2 separate regions of the Mus musculus genome follow, and region 2 is linked to region 1. A link is a contact called in public ChIA-PET data. All regions are on one chromosome and are shown on one strand. The core of a region is the stretch at or near the end of the contact, and the rest is flanking DNA. Distances in the headings are between cores, read along the strand shown.

What was found. ChIA-PET counts read pairs in DNA pulled down with a chosen protein or histone mark.
Region 2: an RNA polymerase II ChIA-PET map of memory CD8 T cells shows a contact between it and region 1, with 90 read pairs. The contact joins the promoter of Arfgap1 here to the promoter of Dido1 in region 1. A contact is called at or near these places in 4 of 39 promoter capture datasets (the 3T3-L1 cell line, cranial neural crest, liver and 1 more), 6 of 484 Hi-C or Micro-C datasets (the G1E-ER4 cell line, forebrain, natural killer cells and 3 more), 11 of 115 datasets of contacts at active chromatin or transcription factors (the SCID.adh cell line, astrocytes, effector CD8 T cells and 6 more) and 3 of 9 other capture datasets (adipose tissue, liver and pancreatic islet).

Annotation. Positions count from the first base shown.
Region 1 is chr2:180,700,834-180,703,384 of GRCm38.p6, forward strand. Dido1 (death inducer-obliterator 1) reads right to left here and starts at 1,269. Exons shown (of 16, transcript NM_175551.4): 1 at 1,128-1,269.
Region 2 is chr2:180,965,956-180,968,506 of GRCm38.p6, forward strand. Arfgap1 (ADP-ribosylation factor GTPase activating protein 1) reads left to right here and starts at 1,270. Exons shown (of 14, transcript NM_145760.3): 1 at 1,270-1,374; 2 at 1,647-1,859.

The DNA.
Region 1 (2,551 bases), core at 19-2,518:
CAACACGGATCACTATGTAAGGATCTAAGTGCAACATGAATCTTTGCTCTTCTGGGTTAAACCGAAGTCACCTAGTATCGAAGGGCAGATGTGTAACATGGTAAAACATGCTGTGCTGACAGAAGTGTACAGCCTGGCACAGACAGTACTCATATGCTGAAGAGAAATCATTACTTGAGGTGCTCAGCACTGACTGAATTAAGACTCTTTAGCCTATTAAGACAATACCTACCAGAAGAGGTACAGAGAGCTTTTCTGACAGTAGAAAACTTCTGCGAACGACAGAAGGCAGGAAGACATCCCACCTCGCCTTCAAGACCTACCTGAGCTCTCCTCAGGTCCCCTAGCACACGTTCTCAACAAGCTATTATGATGCTACACATGCACTGATTGGCAGGAGGAAAGTGCTGGTCATGAGTGCTGGCAGGGGTCATCAATTACACAATCTTTTTTGTGTGCTGTTTGTCATCCTTACACAACTGAGTTTGCCTGACAAGTGTAACAAGGAGCATCCTTTTGTGGAAAATCAAATATACACAACATTCCCAATCAAACCCAGGGCCTCTTACTCAAGAGTCACTGTTGAGATCAATCTACATTAACACACACCTGGCCACCAACACTGGCAAGAGGCAATGAGCGCCCAGACAACGCCCAGGCCCTACACAGGGCTGAGGCTGGATCTTCCCCGAAGTCCCCCATGAGATATCTGCTCGTACACCCGCAAATTCGCGCCCAGGCCCAGTCACGTCCTACCACGAATGCCCTACCGCAAGTGTCGAGAACCTGCGGCCTCGGGAGGCTGGGCCCCTAACTCCGACTCAGAATCAAGGGCTCCACAGCCTCCCAGACCCAGACCATCTTGGACTACACAAGACAACCGGTGATTTCGGCAGAAACCAGACGCAGACCGCCCGCCCGGCCGGCCGGCCTCGCGCGCTCCACCGCGATCCCTCAGCCCGGGGCCGGAAAGGGCCCCGCGGGCCGCGACGCCATTTTCTCGGCGCCATCGGCGCCGCTCGCTGGAACTAGGCTGCCGGCATGGCGCCGCTCCACCTTGTCCGGAGTCCAAGTGCCGTTCGGGTCCACACGGCTTCCGCCCTCCTTCACAGTACAGAGTCACTTACCCCGGCCGCCGGGATCCCGCAGCCATTTCCAGAGCTACCACGGATATAGAGCAGAGACCAGCGAGACTACCGTCCTAGAGTGGTAGGCCGCGCGGCAAGCGGAAGAAATCGACCGGCCACCGAGCTACGGCGAGGCTAGAGCGGCTGTGCCGCCCTTCTTGCACGCATGCGCCACCCGGGTTCCCCGGAGCGCCAGCCTGGTTGGCCGGGCACGCTTGACAGATTCCCGCGTCCCGAACTAAGGGGCTAAGCTGGGAGCCAATGCCACTAAAAGGTTCCTCCAGCTATCCTTGAACAGCACCCGGCCCAGCATTCCAAAAGCTTAAACTCTGTGTCTGCAGGGACTGGTGCTTCGGAACAAACCAGCACCGGATTCCGGTGGGAAGGAGCCAGGAAAACCTCAAAGCCCTGCAGCTCTCGCCTATGGCAGGGCGTGTGCAGAGCGGGGAGGGGCGCCAGCCCTACAGGGACTCACTCCCTCATACTATCCTTTACTCCTTGCCCCGTCCATTTCTTCCTAAAAATGGACCAGGAGCCAAAGTCCAGGCATTCGTGCCTACAAGGGCCCCACCCCCAGTCCCCTCACGAAGGCATTTAAGAATTTCCCCCCCTAGCGCTAACTACAGTGATATTCCTTCACTGTCCCCCATATTACTTAAGGAAACCAGAAAGAGGTCGCAACGTGAACACTAGCCACATTGCTCTGAGGGCAGTTAATGCCGGGATAGACGCTCAGCTTTGCCCCATACAACCAGCTTCTTATTTATGTAAGCACACAGACACAACGCTAGGAAGCCATTCTTCTGGACTCTAACTTCGGCTTCCTGTAACAAACATGTGCTCCGGTCTAGTAAGGCCTCTCTCACATTGTAGAGGCCTCCAATGCTCCATTCAGAAGCCCAGGTCTTGAGTAGTTTTCTTTCTAACATTTCCCAAGATTACATGACAGCTCATGGGGCTTCCTTCAGTACAGTAGAAGGCTGCTTCTGCTTCCCTTGGTGAGATCCTTCAATACCACCTTTCAGATTCTAGTCAAGGAGGAGCCTACCCTGATTACTCAACTCTGCCCTTGAAATAAGTTCCCAGCATCCACAAGCGGCCAAACAACTCCAGTTCTGGGGATCCAGTGCCCTCCTCAGGCATCAGGCACCCACTGCATGTACACATACATAAAAGCAGACCATTCATACACATTAAATAAACATTTTTAAATATAAAAAACTAAAACCCAACATTTAACTTACAGTTCATTTTATTATGTGCAGTGCTGGAGATGGAACCCAGAGCCACCCTAGGGCCATGCTAGGCATGGAGTAATCTGTAACAGCTAACTTTAGATAAAATGCGTTTACTTGCACAGCACTGAAGAATCCGATAACAAATCACCAGCTGCTTTGCACGGAGGGCAATAGAGTAAAGCACCA
Region 2 (2,551 bases), core at 20-2,519, 270 kb after region 1:
CCCTTACCGGAGGTTCCAGCCACCATTTTCTTATGCCCTGGGCTTCACATGGTTATGTGTATGTGTTTAAGTTTATAGGAGGTGGAAGGTTGAGCCATTATATCTGGCTTAGATTTTGTTCTTTTGTTTGTAAAGGTAGGATTTCTTTGTATAGCCCAGGTTGGCCTGGCACTCACTCTGTAGACCAGGCTGGCCTGGAAGTCAGAGACCTGTCTGCCTCCCCAGTGCTGCAATTAAGGAATTTGCCACTTATGTTCTTAGTAAGCTTCCTGTCCCCTGCATTTGGCCACTACGTTAGCCTGCAGAGGGCAGGTATGAGTTCTGGAACATCCTGGTATACATAAGAGCCTTTCTCACAAAAACAGAAATGCCATGTTATGAAGCTAGGTGGGGTGTCTATAATTCCAGAACTCAGGAGGCTGAATCGAGTTCCAGGCTAAATTAGGCTATGATGTGAAAGTCTATCTCAAATAACAATATCAGGCTGTGGTTAAGTGACTTAAGGCTACGTTTTTTGTTTCTCTCTTTACACAAAGCTCTAAACCTGTGAAAGAAACTCCAACAGTGGATGGAGAAAGGGATCCACTGTCCCTTGAGGTCCCAACTGTATGGATCTGAATTTGATAAAATGCCTCACGGTAAGTTTCGATGCAGGTACGTTTGATTTGACCTCAATAAAACATTGACTTTTGGCCAATTTGAAAGTCAAACGAGCCGGGCGGCGATGGCTCACATCTTTTGATCCACTCGGGGGGGCAGAAGCAGGCGGATCTTAGAGTTGGAAGCCAGCTAGCTCCAGGGCAGCCAGGGCTACACAGAGAAACCCAGTCTCTTAAAAAATAAATAAACAAACAAGTAAATAAAAATAAAAAGCCCAAGCAAAACCGTCAAAAGGCCAATGAGGAAGGAATTAGTGACACAGGGCGGCCCAAAGTGAACACAAAACTAAAACCCGCCGGCTACTAAATACATTGATTTGACCAGAACTGCTTGCCCAAGTCTATTTTAAACCACGGGTCGGAGTTCGAGTTGACAGAAGCCACGGGAAGTCCCTTGTTCCCGGGCTTGGTCGAGACCGTGGACGCCCTAGAATCCCGCTGGAGATAGCGCAGCCCGGATCCATCTGCGCTGCCCTGCCGCACTGCCCACGCAGAGGCAACCCTGCAAACCTGGCGCTCAGCCGAAGGTTTAGACAGACCGGAAAAGAAGCCTCGCCTCGGGCTCGCGCACAGAGGCGGAAGTACCGCCTCGGAGGCCTCCCATGAGCCCTTGCAAAGCGCGACGTAGCCGGAAGCTGCTGGCGGCTGGTGGGGGGATCTGAGCGCCTAGTCCAGCTTGGCACCTCGGCCGGACCCGACCTCCTGGGGGCAGCAGGTGAGTTTGCGGCCAGGACACCGGGCATCCGCGGACCCTCAGTTCCTTGCCCTTCCGGCTCTCAGATCACCCAGTTCCTGGCCCTGTAATCCTCGATTCTGCAGCCCTAGGCCCCTGGTCCCCCAATACCGTGACTGTCCGACGCCCCCGGTCTTCAGCCCTGACTTACTCCCCGGTGCCTCCCGCGTACCTCCCATTTCCCAGCTTCCTGGCCCCGGGTTCTCCAGTCCTTCGACCCGTGACGTTTTTGTTCCTCGGACCCCAAACTCCAGGATCCCAGTGTGCGGCCGTCCAGACCCCCCCTCCCCTGCCTCCCGGCCTGTGAGCTTTACCGCCCTTCAGCCTAGCGGTTGCAGGGACCTACGTGGCCCCTCAGCGCTCTGGTCCCGAGCAGTCTTGGACGCAGACTGGTTCTGCACTGCCCACTTTGTCGGGAAAGGGCCTCAGCCCTTCACTTCGAAAGAAGATTCTGTCCAGAGGTGCCGGTAAGCCAGGTTTTCTAACCTCAGTTTGTTTGATTTTTCCCTTCTTGGTCTCTGAAGTGAGTCCTCTGCGGAAGGAGGAAAAACAAAACATCTCAACAACAGACCCCCACAGGATCAAGCTTCTAAACTTTTTCTCAATTGTACCTGGCAATAGAATATACTGTATTTGCACTCTTAAGGCACCCACAAGTCAGAAGTAATATACACTGTTCCATAGCTGTGCAATGTTTAGAGCATTGAAGCCCTAACTATAGTTCTGGACGAGGTGATGATCTGATATCGTCTGTTCTTCAGAGTGAAGAAGCATAACTTAGACATGGGTTCTTTGTGTTCTCTGAACGGTTTTTGGTCACCCATACTGTGTAGCCTTAGGGCCAAGCTATGTCCCTAGATGTCCCCTTTGACCTCAGATGTACATCACGTCCCATTTAAGAAGCAAATGTTCTCTAGTGTGACATGTAGCTCACTAAAGTTTGAAATCCTTATTTGCTTCATTATCTACTAGGTATGTCTGCCTGAAGGAAGAGTATTTTGTTGTTTTTTTTTTCATTTCAGCTATTAAGAATTCTTAAGGGTGGGTGATATGGATACCAGGTAGGGGTGCTTGCCACAAAGCCTGACTACCTGAGTTTGATCCTGGTACTCACTTGGAGGAAGGAGATACTCAGCTCCCACCTTCTAGGCTTCTAGGC